Linked DNA regions of Mus musculus: all the other regions are linked to region 4. A link is a contact called in public HiChIP or PLAC-seq, Micro-C and promoter capture Hi-C data. All regions are on one chromosome and are shown on one strand. The core of a region is the stretch at or near the end of the contact, and the rest is flanking DNA. Distances in the headings are between cores, read along the strand shown. Region 1 overlaps Necab1 (N-terminal EF-hand calcium binding protein 1). Region 2 holds the start of Necab1 (N-terminal EF-hand calcium binding protein 1). Region 3 overlaps Gm29883 (a long non-coding RNA gene). Region 4 holds the start of Decr1 (2,4-dienoyl CoA reductase 1, mitochondrial). Region 5 has its middle 16 kb from the start of Tmem64.

Region 1 (3,162 bases), core at 44-2,543, 950 kb after region 4:
ATATTAACCAGATAGACTAAAGTTTGTTTTCTAACTTTGGTTAGCTTTTTCTAATGTTATCTTTTGTCTCTACCTGAGTATTCTCTTTAATTGAAATTTTAAATTCTTCCCTTAAGGTCTGTGTCCACACTTCATATCTCTTATTATTATCCTGTTCCTTCAGTTCCTATATTCTTTTTTCAAGGTTCTGCCTCCATATTTTGATTTTTTTTCTTTATATTGCAATTCTGATAGTCTGCTCTTCATTTTATTTTGATTAATTTTAAAAGGTTATTCTTCAAGTCTTGCTTCCAATCCTCATTATTTTCTCTCTCCTGCTCAGTCTGCTCTGTGAGCTGCTGCATCCTTTGTTCTAGCATCTTTTCCAGCTCCTGTCTCCCACCTTCATTTTCAACTTTCTGTCTCTTATTCTGATCTATAATTTCCTCTGTCTTCAATTTTAGTGTTTCCTCTAGGCCACATTGCCAAGTCTTAAATTTCTCTTTCTGTTGTTCATGCTGCTCTATAATTTCCTGTATCTTCTGTTCTAAGCCCTGCTTCCATGATCTAAGCTTCTCTTTGTGTTGTAATTCTAATATTGCAGCATCTGCCTTAGTTTGATTTGCTAGCTTTAGTAAATTATCCTCTAGACTTTGCTTCCAAATTTTATCTCTATCTCCATGCTGTTCTGACCTGTGAATTGTCAAATTAGTTTTCCTAGTGTCTCTTCCAGCTCCTGTCTCTAACCTTCATTCTCCTCTTTCTGCTACTTATTGTGACCTATAAAATCCTGAACCTTTAGTTTTAGTGTTACTTGTAATCTCTTTTCTAAGGCAAGGAATTTTTTATCTAGGGCCCTGTCTTTTGAGAAGACATAGTAAATCAAGAGAATAAATATTGCAATACTGGTAAATGATAAGATGTCTAATTCCTTTCAATCCACACTGCTACATCCTAGATTGCTGCCTGAGCCATATATGGGGGGGTTGGAGGACAGTGAACTTTTATCTCAGGTTAGTTGAGCTCTAATCAATATGCTGGGCACCAATTTTTTTTCAGTAAATCTCCAACCCAGATAAGCCCTGGTAAAGAAAACACAACTCAATTAATATGAATACAAGCTGCATGCCTAGATTGGGCAGATCTACCACTACACTACTATATTCCCCATCTTTGAGATCCCTTATCACTTGTGGTTTCTCCAGGCCATGTACTTCTGCTCTGCTTTCCTTCCACCTCCTCCTGCTCCTCTGTCCTCTTCCCTTCCCTTTTTCTCCCCCAAACTTTTCAGCTCCACCTTCCCTTCTACTGCCCAATCACTGTCTCTAACTTTTATTTTACAAATTAAGCTGGGAGGAAGGTTCACAAGAAGTCACCTGTGTAAGTAATTCATGACTCATGAATTCAACCCCTCCTGGGAAAGCAGAATTAGCATCAAAATATAAGCAACATCAGGGCTATCCTGTTTGGGGAATAGATGTTAATAATTGTAATGTCCTCTTGGAGGATTTTTCCTTTGGTGAGTATGGAGTTTCCTTCTCTATCTCTTCTGATTAATTTTGATTGAAGTCTATTTTGTCGGATACTAAAATGGCTACAAGAGTTTATAATAGCTTGCTTCACAGGTCCATTTGCTTGGAATATCTTTTCCCATTTTTTTACAGGAGATGATGTCTATATTTGATTTTAAGATATATATCTTGGTTGCAGCAGAAGGATGGATCCTGTTTTCACATCCATTCTGTTAGTCTGTATTTTTTATTAGAAAATTGAGACCACTAATGTTGAGAGATATTAATGAACAGTGTTTGTTTATTCCATTTATATTGTTGTTGTGGTGTGTGTTGCCCTTCTTTTGATTTGCTGTTCAAGGATTATTTATTCCTTGTGTTTTCTTATAATTAACCTCTTTAGGTTGGAATTTTCCTTCTAGCACTTTCTGTAGGGCTGGAGTAGTAGATACTGCTTAATTTGGGTTTCTTTTCTTTTCTTTTCTTTTTTTTCATAGAATGCCTTTCTTTTCTCCATCTATGGTGATTAGAGTTTTGCTGGGTACGGTAGTCTCAGCTGGCATCTGCAGTCTTGCACAATTTGTAGAACATCTTACCTGTGGCCTTTTGGCTTTTAGAATTTCCATTGGGAAGTCAAATGTTATTGTAATTGCTTTATAATGCTGTTTGTTCTTTGTCCCTATCAGATTTTAATATTTTTCTTTGTTTATCACATTTAGTTGTTTGATTATTATGTGGTAAGGGGACTTTCGTTTTTGGTCCAGTCTATTTGGTGTTCTGTATGTTTCTTGTAGCTAATAGGTTTCTCTGCCAATATACTACACCAATTCTAGCCAAATCAAGAGTATGAAGACAGGTTTATTGAGTGGTAGCTCTCAGGTGAGTTCACTGATCTCATGGGTAGAAGTCAATGGAGTCTCATGCTGGGGCTAAAGCAAAGGGGTTTGTGAGCAAAGGAGTGAGCTGATGACATGTGAGCTAGGAGGTGGGATTGTGCCTAGCGTGATTTATAAACAGAAGCTGAGCCCCTGGGCAGGCATTCATGAGTGGGTTCCTGTAAACATGAAGGCAGGGAGAGATGACATGTTAGCCCTGAGTTTACTCCCTGCAGTAGGGCTGGAGAGGAAAAAGAGCTAATGGGCTTTCTTAGCTTGTGCAGGGGATGAGCAGGGTTTCCAAACAAACAGAACCTTCATAACCATACTAGACTTTAATTTAGAAATGTTTTTCTTTAATTTTGTTGAAAATATTTTCTGGGCTTTTAACCTGAGTTTCTTCTTCCTCTATTCCAATTATGTCTAGATTTTTTAAAATAGTGTCCCAGGTTTCGTATATGTTTTGTGTCAATACATGTATGTATGTATGTATGTGTGTGTGTGTGTATATATATACACACACATATATATGCACACATATATACACACATATACATATATATGTATATATATGTATTAGATTTAACACTTTTTTGACAGAAGTATCCATTTCTTCCACTGTGTCTTCAGTGCTCTTCAATCTCTCTAGTTCTGTTGGTAAGGCTTGCCTCTGAGGTTCCTGTTTGAGTTTTGGAATTTTTCATTTCCAGACGTCTTTCAGTTTGAGTTTTCTTTATTAATAATTCTATTTTTAGCCTTTGTTTTATTCATTTCCTTTCACCGTTTGTGTTTTCATA
Region 2 (3,348 bases), core at 813-3,312, 800 kb after region 4:
GCACAGCTGTCATGAAGTCCCTGTAGAGGAGACCCGTGAAGTCCATTCTTTCTTCCCATCTTTATGAGCTATGGTGTTGAACTCAGCCAGGATTTCACGGACAGTACTTTTTCTGGCTTTGCAATCACACTCGCCGTACTTTTCTTATTCTTTGTATTTATTTTTATTTTATGTGTATGAGTGTTTGCCTAGATGTATGCATTGCATCATGTGGGTAACTGAAGATATAGACATCTGTGAGTCAACTGAACCCAGGTCTTCTCAAGAGCAGTAAGTACTCTTAACCACTAGGCTTAACCACCAGCCTTCCTACATTCCTTCTTGATAGCTCCTTAGAAGAAACACAAGCTGGCATGCATTGTCAGCAAAGGGAGCAGGGGTCACTTTACTGCACTGTTGCAGCTAGTTCTCTAGTTTTGAACATTAGTGACAGGTTATTTTCCTGTTTTTCATTTATAATCTAAGAAAATCTGCTTTTTCACCTAGGCTTGTTTCCATGGGATGAGCACAAGCATATTTCACAAGGCTGAATTTGAGGGCAGAGAGACCCACACAAGTTAGAGAGTCCAGACTTAGGCTATGTTTATTGACACAGATATATTCCTCAGTCAATAGTAGGAACAAATATGGTGCTTTTGTAAACTCGATAACATTCATTGTCAGCATCTCTCTTGTTTCTGTGTGATTTGAATGATCAGTATTTCTTTGATGGGTTGACTGGAATTTTTTCATGATTTTTCATTTCTTTTTGCTAAGCAATTGTCAGAGGAAAGAATCTATTCTAGTTGTTCAGATAAGATAACTCGAAGTTAATAAGGTATAAATACACAAAGATGCAAGACTAATAGTCCTCAAAGCACAGCTCCAATCAATATCTTCTCTAATCATGTTTGTGACTCTAGACTTAATGAAGCTCTGCGTTTTATCCCTGGACTTTACAGGTCTGAAGTCACTGACCTTTGCTTAATTTCTGTAGCTCTTCTTCTTTAAGTGCTTATTAATTCTGGGCTCATAAAGATTGCCTGAGACGCTTTGAGAGAGGAAAAATACGCTAGGGACAACCACATGCTAACTGAACATGAATCCAGAAGTGAAACTCAGGCCTTAATTTGTTTGTTTGTTTGTTTGTTTGTTTGTTTGTTTTGCTTTTGTGGGAGTGAGTTCCTAACTCCGAGTACGAATAAATGTACCATTGGAAGGGTGCAGCTCTTAAAAGCCTTTGATGCACCCCAGCTCAGAAAGTACGATCTTCTAGGTCTAGGCACGAAGAAAGCCTGCAGGAAGAATGACAATTCATTCATCTGTTAGGACATTTTGAAGTTGACACACACTCTAAGTGACACACAGTCCAACGTTCAGCCAGAGTTGCAAACTCACTCTCTGTAAACAGTAGATTCAGAGCAGCCGGGAGGTAGGGAGGTTGGAAACGCCAGAATCCATGGTGTTGGAAGAAGGCTCATGGCCAGGACGACTGGCGCAAGGCAAGTTATCTCCCTACATTTTGTCTGTGTTGTGCCGGGCTTGCCTCTCCCTCCCTACACCTGATAGTGCCAAGTGTGCAAGCAGTGGAACTATAAGCTAAGCACCACCCTGGTGATCGTTTTGCCGATTCGTAAACACTAAGCTTTAAAGATTTAGCAATTTGCTACACCACAAGATAAAAAAGCAACTAAGGCAGATGGCCAGACCCAGTGCCTTAATCCAAAACTGAACTAGCTATCCCTTCCAGGACAGAATCCAGAAACCAGGTTGGGCGTGGGGAGGAGTGAGGGGGGCACAGAGTTCTGTTTCCATCAAGGATGGAGTAGGCAAAACTCGATTCCTTCTTCCCACTCATGGTTTTCCCTCAGTGCTTCTGACCCCCCCACCCCCCCACCCCACCCCCCTCTGATGCTCAGGACAAAGCTTGATCTGCTCTGTCATGTAAAGTGCGGTGTGGTGGGCAGGGTCCAGAAGGTTACCTCTGGCAAGTGACTAAGGGCTTGTCAAGGCCAGGGAATGCTCACTGGCAAGGGGAGTTACAGTGTTGCTAAGTCGGATCCCCAGTGAGGTGCAGTCAGCCACGGGAAGGGGGCGGCGAGAGCTAGCGTGCTGAAGCCTAGAGGCGGGAGAGGGAGGAGAGTCCGCGCAGAGCAGAGGGAGGCGCGCGCTCAGAGCGAACACCCACTTGCATCCGACCCTGGTGGCGCGGCGCGGGGAGGCAGCAGCTGAGACAGCACCAGGTCAGAGCCTTTGCATCCCGCCCAGTCTGCCCGCCAGCGCCAGGACCGCTGAGGATGGAGGATTCCCGGGAGACTTCGCCTTCCTCCAACAACTCCTCGGAAGAGCTCAGCTCTACCCTGCAACTGTCCAAGGGCATGTCCATCTTCCTCGACGTAAGTATAGCTGAAGTAGTTAGGTGGGCGCATTAGGCATCACCTCTGTGAGAGGGGAGGGGTCAGGAGCAGCGGTTGGCTGCTGGCATTGCTATCAGACCTCCACTCAAACTATCTCCTATCTGCTGTTCCCCAGAGGACCCTAGGCAAATAAATGCAAGAGAAAGGACTGCCACCCAACTTGTAAAGAGCTGTCCCAGACCTGCAGCTTTGATTATAAGCTTTAAGGAGCCCCCAAAGTTCGACTTCCCAGAACCTAGGGCTTCTGCCCGGAATGGAGAGTCTCCCATTGAGCAGTGTAGGACTTGATTCCGGTCTCATCCCTGCTGCCCAATTTACTGGCAGGCACTCTCTCTCCCTTGTGCTGGGAGCGCTGACGGAAGCCTTAGACATTGTGATGCCCCTCCAGCTACTCCCAGCTACCTTCAAAAACAATTTCTTTGAACGTATTCGTTTTCTTATTTTACAACAGAAGCCAAGGTCTCTTTTATCATAATGATTTTTTTTTCTCTTTTGGTGCCCGCTGCCTTCCCTATTATTCTCCCCACCACCACCACCTGCCCTGCCTAAGTTGTAATTACTATCATTAACCTTCTCTTCTAGCTTTTGATGGTTTTCCCTATGGTCCCATTCCTTGCTTGGGAATTGACTTCCTTGCTTCGCATCTCTAGCCTGACCATTCTTTCCGTGCTATTTTGTCTCCTTATGCTGTAATCTCTCTCCCCCCCCCCCTCTTTCTCTCTCAGTTTTAGATTTAATTTGCTCCTAGATTCCGCTTCGCTTTGTCCCTAATGTTTGTTTCTCACCCGGCTGCCTTGTTTTGTTTCCTGGCTTTCCTGTTCCTGGGTTGCTTGCCTTCTGGGTTCTGGCTCTTCTAGCTGCTGTTCACATGTAAAATTCACTCTGTTCCCCCAGGTAGTGTCTGGCTTGCTCAGTGGGGACAGTTCTAGCCGCTCCTTTTTTAGCATGATGG
Region 3 (3,083 bases), core at 179-2,678, 650 kb after region 4:
CTCCTTCTCCCTTTTATGTATGTAATAAAGCAAATGGTTGCCTGTTTGTAACTCCAGGAAGCTGCTAATGGGCCTCCCGAGAAACAGTTAATTCCCAAACCTCCTTTAAAGGCTGAGCCTATTTATATGCGCATTTAGAACCTGCTAAGAGTTTATCTTTGCTGTTCCAGCTACCTTTGCAGGAAGGTAATTTAGGAATGGACACAGAAGGGTCAGCCCCCACAGCCTGAGGGCCTTATGCACCTACCTCAGAGAAGCTGGCAAACCCAGCACTGGTCCTTTCCCCTCCACTACCAAGTCCTATGTTTACAGTTCTTTAGAAGCCTGGAGCAGATGATAATTCTTTGCATTCCCACTACCCACTTCTAACTGACGTGAAAATGTTGGGGGTTGTCAGAACTAGACCTGCGCTCTTTCCATCCTCCGGGTGATCCATCTAATTCAAAGGCTCTCGGGGTTTGGGTTCTTAACGTCTATACCTCTAAGGTTTCATTCTAACTGTCTGACTCTTATAGCCAATGCCTACTAACCTCTCTTGGATGTCTAACAGACGTCTTCATTCTAACCTGTCTGAAGCAGAGCTGTTTCACTCTGCTCCCCACCTCATTCCTGCCGTCCTTACTGAATTGTGAGCACCCACTCAGTTCTTCAAGCCTGAAGCAAAAGCGGACGTCATCCTCAGTCACTCTTTTCCAGTACGCCATGTCCAGTTTGTTAAAGGTTCTCTCACTGCGAACTGTGGACTTTGGAATTCCTCTTTGCCATACCTGCTGCCTTTGTGCTCTTGTCTAGACACACTGAAGATAGCCTTCAAACTGGTTCCCAGACATTTCTGGTCTCCTTGTAATCCATCCATTCTCCACAGTCAACCAGGCTGACTTCAGCAAACAAGGTTTTCAGATTGGCAATGAAGTTGGACCAACAGTGAGAGAGGTATGGTTTTCTGAGCCATTTCAAGCATGATAAACCCATCCTAGATCCCTGAGACTGTCAGTCCTTCCTCTGTCTTTAAATCCAGAGTAAACACTAGCACGTTATTATCATTTAGAACAAAGAGCCAGTTCACATTTTCCAGTCATCTTAATAGTGTCTTTCATGACAAAGATTATATCTAGGGCCACATACTGTATTTAGATGTCATGCTACTCAGCTGTCATATGTCTTTAGGATCCTTCGAGGTGCAATGGTTTCTATTTTTCTTTTAATGTCAAGCTTGGCAATTTTAAGATTACTGGCTCTTTATTTTCTATTACTATCTCAGCTTGTGCCTTGTATTTCCTCATGAAAATATTCATATTCTATGTTGTTAGTAAAAATTCCACGAAGTAATGCCTTTTTACCCCTGCCCCCTTCTCATTGCATCATATATGGTTTTATCACTTCTTCCAAGAAGCAGAAGGCAAGGCAGATTAGAGATAATGATAGGTTTGTTATGCACACATTTGCAAAGGATGGGGTGGGGTGCGCAGAGCAGGAAGGAGTAGGCAGGGGTAAGAACACAAGATCTATAAAAAGGAAGAAGAAGCAGAGTGCAGTGGAGTTCTGGGAAAGTGTCAGAGGCTGCTGGGGCATCTCCAAGGAGAGCTGCCTGATAAAGGAAGAAATGAAGCAGGAATGGACAGCCTCCATGCAGTTCCCTCAGCATGCTCAGCATTGGGTTGGCCCATCCAGGGAAAACAACGACCTCAGTATTCAAGGGGACAGACTGATGTGTCAACCATTTCCTTCCTTCACAACACGCTCTGTTTCCAGGGCACATTCATGGTCACCACACATGATTTCTTGTGACGTTTACTTGGTCAGCTGTGGTAACAGCTCGGTTTCTCAAGTATTGGATTGGTGGCTGCAGAAAAGTAAGCTGTGATTATCATTTTGCTCTTCAATTGTCCGAGATGAGATGCTGACTGCTGTGTCTTTCTGAAGGGTCTTTACCATTCTTTTATGCTTCTTTCCTATCAGTACCAAACAGGTCCAGACTCCACTTGGTCTTTCCTTGCCCCAGTCAAGGAAAACCACCAGTTCCTTTTAGTTGAATGGCATGTTGAAACCAGCATCTGCGTATTAGATGACACTATTGCTATTGAAGTATCTTTACTCCCAGGCCCTCCCAATGAGCTTAAACAAAATATATTTATCTATCTATCTATCTATCTATCTATCTATCTATCTATCTATCTATCTATCTATCTATCTGTTGCACATGTTTAAAAACTAATAAGATTAAAATTCTAAACCGGTACCAACTGGTTCACTCTAAGTTTCCTCCTTTTCATGTTTGTAACTCCTTTCTTTCATAATGAGAAACAGGATATCCTTTTGTACTCCATGTATTTCATCCCAATTGCATTAAAAACAATCATGCGACGTCACTCAGCCCCCCACCAATGCTGTGCTCCTTCTTGAACAGCTCCCTGAACTCAACTGTAAATCATTTAGAAGCACAGGTTTCTGAGACAACTCATGTCACTGCTGCAACCAACAGTCAAATGGTGTTACCAAAATAGGATTTAACACTAGCATTCACACAAACAAACAAAAATTAAGAAAAATAATAACTAGATATATGCCCAGGAGAGGTATTGCTGGATCCTCCGGTAGTACTATGTCCAATTTTCTGAGGAACCGCCAGACTGATTTCCAGAGTGGTTGTACAAGCCTGCACTCCCACCAACAATGGAGGAGTGTTCCTCTTTCTCCACATCCACGCCAGCATCTGCTGTCACCTGAATTTTTGATCTTAGACATTCTGACTGGTGTGAGGTGGAATCTCAGGGTTGTTTTGATTTGCATTTCCCTGATGATTAAGGATGTTGAACATTTTTTCAGGTGCTTCTCTGCCATTCGGTATTCCTCAGGTGAGAATTCTTTGTTCAGTTCTGAGCCCCATTTTTTAATGGGGTTATTTGATTTTCTGAAGTCCACCTTCTTGAGTTCTTTATATATGTTGGATATTAGTATCCTATCTACCGGAGGATCCAGCAATACCTCTCCTGGGCATATATCCAGAAGATGCCCCAACTGGTAAGAAGGACACATGCTCCACTATGTTCATAGCAGCCTTATTTATAATAGCCAGAAGCTGG
Region 4 (3,395 bases), core at 654-3,153:
AGCTGATACAGAGTCCTGGCTCCTTCCAGCACTTTCTCACCCACCCCTACCCTAAACCTCTTCAGACCTTGGGCTTCTCTTTCCTTCCTCCAGCTTCTCTTTCCAATATAACCTAGCCGTTTTGACCATGTGCTTTCTTTGTCTCTCTTGGTTCTCTCTATCCTGGTCTCTCTCTTGCCCCTCCCTCTTTTCTTCCTCCCTCTCTCTCTACCCCAGCTCCTTTCATGGTCCTGTCTATTCTGCTGGCCATGTTCAGTCTGGACTCTTCCAGATGCCTCTGGGTTGTTCTCTTTCTCATATCTGCAATAAAAACCTTCTCCTCAATTACACCCAGGAGTGGTCATGTCTCCATTTCATTCAGTATTATATCCTGGGTCTTCCATTTTTGAATAGGATTTCTTATTCTGTACCATTATGTGTTGGAAGTATGTAACTTGTTTATGACCCAAGTCTTTGGAATTTTAAAGTGCTATAGTCATTAAAGACAATGGGGACTTTCAAAGTTAGACTGAATACATTTCACGTTATGACATGGTTATGAGCCTTTTGGGGCAAAGGTGGACGGTTATTGCCTAAAAATAATGAGGTTGGGTGTCAGGCTGATAAGCAGCAGAGCTGCACGAATTGTTTTTAACTGTGAACTTGAAAGAATGATATAACAGACTGGCCTTTGAGGCCTGGCCGTTATCTTGATTGTGTTAACTGATGTGGGAAGACCCATCTTCGTTTTGGACACGACTGTTTCCCAGGCTGGAGATCCTGGACTGTACAAGGTGGAGAAGAGGCCTGATCACTGGCAGCTACATTCATGGCTGCCGCCTGTCTTCCAACACAGTGTGAGCACATTTCCAAGCTCCTGCTCTCTCGACTTCCCGTCATGACAGACCTGGAGCTGTGAGCTGAAATGAACACTTAATCCTGTTTTTTCAAAGTGTTTAAAATTTTTAAATAGATTTATTATTTTGTGTTCAAAGGCATTTGTGCAGACCTCAGAAGACAGCTTGCTGGGGTTGGTTCTCTCCTCTTCTACCTTGTGAGTCCTAGCCATGGAACTTGGGCTTGGACGCAAGTTCCTTCGCCAGTCAATTACCTTACTCCATTGTCCCGTCAGGATCAGAGTGTTTTATCATTCCGCCAAGAAAACAAACCAAGAAGCATAGTTTTAAGGATTTTTTTTTTCCTAATAAGGATAGACTTTTTTTTTTTTCTTAAATTTCGAGCCGGGCTGGAGAGGTGGCTCCAAAGGATTAAGAACACTGACTGCTCTTTCAGAGGTCCTGAGTTCAATTCCCAGCAACCACATGGTGAATCATCCGTAATGGGTTCCGATTCTGGTGTGTTTGAAGACAGCTACAGTGTATTCGTATACACAAAAATAAATAAATAAACAATTATTTTCTCAAGTCTGAAAAATTGTAATCTTTTGTAGTGCCCTGGGCATTTCAAACCCTGTTATCCCAAGTCATTTACACTATAATTGTGCTTTTGTTGTTCAAGTATGCACCCGTTCCTTGGACAAAAGAAAGCAAGGGGTTGGAGGGTCAGAGCCAAACTTCTAATAGGCATTTACAGAAGCCATAATATAAGTACAAAATATTAATCTGATGGTATGTGACGGAATTCCCATGGATCACGGCTTTTCATCATGGAGGAGTAAACGCGACCGATCGAAAGGCATTCGGTGGATTAACTGCAAGTCTCATGGTTTAGGGAAACTTTTGTATCGGCTGGTCCCGAACCCGTTCCCCTCTGGACAAAATTCTCCCTTGAGAGGGAGCGGAGAACTGCAAGGAGCAGGCGGGGAGCCGCCCCCTCCCGAGGCTAGACTGTCCGGGGTCACAGCCTCGCCCGGCCCCTCCCTCCGCCCTGAACTGAGACTTCCGGGCCGGGGCGGACCCTGGCATTAAGGACTGAGTCCTGCTGCAGACATGGCGCTGCTGGGCCGTGCGTTCTTTGCTGGGGTGTCCCGCCTCCCCTGCGATCCGGGTCCTCAGAGGGTAAGGCAGCGCGGCGTGGGTCAGGCTTCCACCCGCAACGCTGAGCACGCAGCGCGGGAGACCAGGGGCCGGGGCGCAGGCAGCTAAAACAGGGCCGGGTCCGGTGCAGGGAGGTGAGAGATGCCAGGCGTCCCGGGAAGCAGAGGGTGCAATGAGAGGGGTGAGGGGACAAGGGTTCCCGGACTTGGGGAGAGCACTCCTGGGGCGCAGTGAGGGGAGAGGGAAAGACACAGCTAATTTTGATAAGCCAGGGATTTCAGGGCCCTGGGAGATGAGAGAATGAGGGGGGTCGGGAGGAGAAAGGAATCCTCCACAAGGGAACTTTCATTTGTAAATAAACCGGGAATGCCGCACACGTAGCAGGCTGGCGGAACCCTGGTCTGTCAAGTGAACAAGGGAATTTTGTTGGGAGCTGGAAACCAGAGATTACCTTGGAAGAAATCCATGGACCTTTTACCTACATTTAGCAGTGGCAAGCCCTTAGTCAAAGCTAGCCTGAAGGGCATAGCTGTCAATTCTGTGGGTCGGAAAGAGAAAGATTAGGCTTGGTTCTGTTTCTGAAGATGTCTTCCCTGAGCACTGTTGCCCTTTTACAAGTCCCCCACCCACAGTGCCTTATTTTGAGGGACATGCAGAAATGACTTCGTTTTCTATAGTTATTTTTCCAAAAAAACCAAAGGCACATGAAAAAGGAAATATCTGAAGAGCCAAAACCTCGTGGAAGTTGCTTCTCACCTTCTACCCTTGGATCCCAGGATTGAACTCTTGTTTTTGTCAGGTGTAGGCACGGGCCCTTCTCCCTCAAATAAACAAGTATGATGTAAGTAAAGTAATTTGAAAATGTCAAAACCTAAGCCACATTTCCATTCACCTTCTAGAGGTGCATCTCATGGTGGAATCCATTTCTGTTTCTCTCTAGCTTATATTGCTTTGCTTTCCAACATTTTCCCACCCGGTCGACAATGGAAATGAAACATGCAAGTGAAGAAACCAGGGGAGAAGAGGAAGAAAAAAAAAAAAGCATTAGTTCAAGACAACCCATGCCCCTAACTCGGTTAAAAATCTTAAGCTAAAAATCAGAATTTCCTTATCCAAGTAGAAAACTCAGACCATCAATTGATACCCCATCTCTACCCACTTTGAGTTTGATAGACAGACCCAGAGGTGTTCACTTTAGAAAAATGTGGGAGTGGTTCGAAAGAACTGAGTACTGGGGGGCAGGGGTGTGTGTGTGAGAGAAGCAGGGGTCCTAGGTAGGCAGAGAAGAAGCACGGGAGAGAGACCAGGTCAGGGCACAGGCTGGAAAGAGGCTCCACACGCTAAGGCAGCAAGGTGTGGTGACTTCTTCAAGTCAGAGGATCTTCTGGAAAGTGGCCCGTTCACTGCTTGGTTTGTGAT
Region 5 (3,258 bases), core at 738-3,237, 700 kb after region 4:
CAGTCAATGCTTTTTAAGACTTATCCATTAATAATCACATTTATATTTTCTAACAAATGGAAAATTTTCTTCCTCAGTAAAATAAGGTTGCTATTGTGTGATACATTCTTCAAATGTCTTCAGAAATGATCCTAGAAAACATACCTCTCTGGGTAAAAAATATTTCTGCCAAATTTATACAAAGATGCTAGATGTTAATTGTGTGGGATTATACATGTCTGCATTTCTATCAAAATTAAGTGATTTAGTGACTGATAAAATTCACATAAAATTCTACCTTGTCTTCTTGTCTTTTATTTTATTTTTAATCTTGTTTTCCTCCTCCCACAACTTCTCCTGGAAACTCCTACCTCCTTGCCCATCCACCTTTATGTTCTCTCTTCCTCCTTCCTTCCCCCTCCTCTCTGTCTACCTCTGACTGTCTGTCTGTCTGTCTGTCTCTGTCTCTCTCAATAAGAAGCAAAACCAACACACACAAATCAAAACAAATGCAAAACACCAATAAGACAAGAAATTCCAAAACAAAGCAAAACTAAAAGTTCACAAAAATCATACTGGGTTCATTTTGTATTGACCAACTACTCGACATAGGGCCTACCCTGAACTGTGGTTGATTTACCCAACCATGCTTCATTGCTTAAAACTGATTATAATTTTTCTAGGAGCTAAAAATGCAAATAGCTTCTTCATTAGGAGTGAGACCCTGTGTCCACTTTCCCCTCTCAGTGTTAGACCGTATCTGCCTTGAAGTTGCACATATCTTGTTTATGCTGCCCCAGTTTCTGTGAGTTCAAGAGTGTGTCAGTTCGTTTTGTGTTGGGAAGACTTTAACAATATGTCATTAAGAGTCATTTTATTGCTGTAGCCCTTTAGCAAATTAGCAGTGTTTCCTCTAGGTCTACTGCCTATCTAGCCTCGTGTTCTTGGCTACTTTTGCAGTCTCAAAAAAGAGTTCTGTCTCATGGAACAGGCCTCACATCCAATTTTTAGAAAGTGGTTGGTTGCCAGGAGTGGTGGCGCACGCCTTTAATCCCAGCACGCAGGAGGCAGAGGCAGGCAGATTTCTGAGTTCGAGGCCAGCCTGGTCTACAAAGTGAGTTCCTGGAGCCAGAGCTATGCAGAGAAACCCTGTCTCGGAAAAAAAAAAAGAAGGAAAGTGGTTGGTTTCTCATAACATTTGTGTCACTATTACAACCAGTGTACCTTGCAGGCAGGTTGATGTTGTAATTCACAGGGTTTGTAGCTGAGTGACATTGCTGACCAGCTTTTTCCTGTAGTAACACGCAGACAACCTTACAGTATTGAATGCTGAAGGTAGGGGTAAAGACTCTCTATGCTCATGTAGTTTAGAGGCCCTGACTTGGAACTTCCCCCTGGGCCTTAGGGAAGGTCCCTGAGTCCCCCTCCTTGCCCAGCCAATTAATGTAAAAGTCATCATGCTCACCAATCATTACTATGTGCCTAGTTGCTGTTACTATAATCTGCCCTCAATAATTATATAAAAAGCTTATGAAAGAAAGGGAAGGGGGTGCCTCTCCTCTGGGCACAGCATGACCCCGACATGCTGGAACAATAAACCTCTTGCTTTTGCAGCAAACTCTGTTTGAGTCTCAGTTGGGAGTCTCCGGGTAGCTAGGGCTCACTTTTTGAGTCTTACATTGTAAGTGTTGTCTTTATCAGTAAAGCCTTACCAAAAAAAAAAAACTCTCTGGAAAGCTCGTGGATTTTCTGACCAAAGTCAGAAAAGCTGCTGTAAAAACATTCTTGGATCTTCCAACCAAGTCAGAAATTCTGGTAGAAAAATTCTAAAAGTAATTCTTGGGTTTTCCAATCAAAATTAAAAAGCCAAAAAACAAAGAAACAAAGAAACAAAAATCTAAAAAAGCTGTGTTCACTCTTCAGACAACTTTCTCCAGATAACTGCTGGGAAGCATTCCAAAGGAGCTGTGTCAGCTCTCTAAGTAAATCTTGGGATTTCTGACCAGAAATCCTGTTAGCAAACATTCTTTAAGACCTGTGTTCACTCTCCAGAGATTTCCAGACACCTCAACTCTAGATTAAAAAAAAGAAAGGCTATCAGTTTCTGCTAGCTCCCACAAAAAGACTGGTTTTTATTTACATATCAATTCAGTTGTTTATTCCAGGTTCGGTATTGATTATCCTATGAATTAGCATCCTACTCCCAGCCTTTAGATTCTGGGGAGAGAGCCTGACATTTTTTAAAACATTTCAAAATAATTCAGAGGCTGACGTGAAATTAGCTGGGTGGGACTTAGTCCTGAAATTACCATTTCTACCACACCCTGGCCTAACCTGGCTGTGTCCCAGGCTGACCTTGAACTCAGGAATCTGCCTGTCTTTGTATTTTTCTGACAAGCTGGCTTTTTAATGCAGCTGTCTTTGTTCCTTTAGGTTCATGAAGCTCCTTATACAATTCATATTGCATTCTTATATTTTTGCATAGTTGAAAAGTTATGTATTTTCAAACTCATGTTTTTAGAGTTCTTTTCCACAGAAGGTCCCAGCATTTACTATTCTGCAAAAGACAGAGAGACACCTTCGAGTACTGAAGTCAGGCTGTCGTAATCATCATTATTGTTAGCAGGGAGGACATTCCTTGGGGGAGCGTGAAAATATGTACATTACTACAAAAATAAGCCATATGTCCACAGCAGCCATTGACATTCATGGAAGCCCATGCCTGCTGGCCCCATCCCAGGGACAGGAAGTATGTCATTCTGTCCCTACCAGGGTCATGCCACACTTAGCACTTCTTGTACCTGGATAGACATTATCACTTTCTTTAGATTGGAGAAATTTTCTTTTATGATTGTCTTGAAAATATTTTCTGTGTCTTTGACCTCCTGGTTTCTTTTCCTTCCTCTAGTCTTATTGTATGTACATTTTTTTCCCCATAGTATCCCAGAATTCCCAGATATTTTGTGCCTGGATATATATATATATAACATTTTCTTTGAATTATCCATTTCTCCTACTTTATCTTTAACACTTGTGATCCCCTTTTTCATGCCTCATACTCCGTTAGTGAGGTTTTTGTTTGATGTCTTAAATCTTTCAATTAAGTTTTATCTGAGTTTGGGGTTTTCTTTAGTGATTTTATGTCATTGTTTAATTGTACTTTCTTGTTCTGAATTGATTTCATTATTTCATTCCATTTTTTGTTTGTATTTTCACAGACTTCATTGAGATTACTCATGTCCTCGCTGAGGTCCTTGAACTTATTTTTATAGCTACTTT

The links. Promoter capture Hi-C pulls out the DNA fragments that hold promoters and counts their contacts. A called contact is a pair of places that touch in the nucleus more often than the background predicts. HiChIP or PLAC-seq counts read pairs in DNA pulled down with a chosen protein or histone mark.
Region 1: a promoter capture Hi-C map of liver shows a contact between it and region 4, with 3 times the contacts expected there. The contact joins the enhancer-like site here to the promoter of Decr1 in region 4. A contact is called at or near these places in 8 of 39 promoter capture datasets (the 3T3-L1 cell line, embryonic stem cells, frontonasal cranial neural crest and 3 more).
Region 2: a contact with region 4 is called in a promoter capture Hi-C map of liver, with 5 times the contacts expected there. The contact joins the promoter of Necab1 here to the promoter of Decr1 in region 4. A contact is called at or near these places in 8 of 39 promoter capture datasets (the 3T3-L1 cell line, cranial neural crest, embryonic stem cells and 4 more) and 1 of 484 Hi-C or Micro-C datasets (liver).
Region 3: a contact with region 4 is called in a Micro-C map of the G1E-ER4 cell line. The contact joins the enhancer-like site here to the promoter of Decr1 in region 4. A contact is called at or near these places in 9 of 39 promoter capture datasets (HPC-7-derived erythroid cells, cranial neural crest, embryonic stem cells and 5 more), 5 of 484 Hi-C or Micro-C datasets (the G1E-ER4 cell line and liver), 8 of 115 datasets of contacts at active chromatin or transcription factors (embryonic forebrain, embryonic hindbrain, embryonic limb bud and 5 more) and 1 of 9 other capture datasets (embryonic stem cells).
Region 5: an H3K27ac HiChIP or PLAC-seq map of embryonic stem cells shows a contact between it and region 4, with 5 times the contacts expected there. The contact joins the enhancer-like site here to the promoter of Decr1 in region 4. A contact is called at or near these places in 3 of 39 promoter capture datasets (the 3T3-L1 cell line, cranial neural crest and hippocampal neurons) and 1 of 115 datasets of contacts at active chromatin or transcription factors (embryonic stem cells).

The regions. Positions count from the first base shown.
Region 1 is chr4:14,991,267-14,994,428 of GRCm38.p6, reverse strand. The region is part of intron 6 of Necab1 (N-terminal EF-hand calcium binding protein 1); the gene reads left to right. Among named protein-coding and RNA genes, the nearest start is that of Gm11844, 30 kb to the left of the region's middle. Within about 2 kb of position 1,293, at least 2 of the 459 cell types and tissues checked have an H3K27ac peak or open chromatin away from gene starts, as enhancers often do. A contact at or near this core is called in liver, where this site is marked.
Region 2 is chr4:15,147,845-15,151,192 of GRCm38.p6, reverse strand. Necab1 (N-terminal EF-hand calcium binding protein 1) reads left to right here and starts at 2,062. Exons shown (of 13, transcript NM_178617.4): 1 at 2,062-2,375. The coding sequence starts at 2,277.
Region 3 is chr4:15,298,541-15,301,623 of GRCm38.p6, reverse strand. The region is part of intron 1 of Gm29883 (a long non-coding RNA gene); the gene reads right to left. Among named protein-coding and RNA genes, the nearest start is that of Gm29883, 11 kb to the right of the region's middle. Within about 2 kb of position 1,428, at least 54 of the 459 cell types and tissues checked have an H3K27ac peak or open chromatin away from gene starts, as enhancers often do. A contact at or near this core is called in the G1E-ER4 cell line and thymic regulatory T cells, where this site is marked.
Region 4 is chr4:15,943,885-15,947,279 of GRCm38.p6, reverse strand. It overlaps Decr1 (2,4-dienoyl CoA reductase 1, mitochondrial), which reads left to right and starts at 1,903. Exons shown (of 10, transcript NM_026172.4): 1 at 1,903-1,997. The coding sequence starts at 1,929.
Region 5 is chr4:15,248,305-15,251,562 of GRCm38.p6, reverse strand. No RefSeq gene overlaps it. Among named protein-coding and RNA genes, the nearest start is that of Tmem64, 16 kb to the left of the region's middle. Within about 2 kb of position 1,987, at least 37 of the 459 cell types and tissues checked have an H3K27ac peak or open chromatin away from gene starts, as enhancers often do. A contact at or near this core is called in embryonic stem cells, where this site is marked.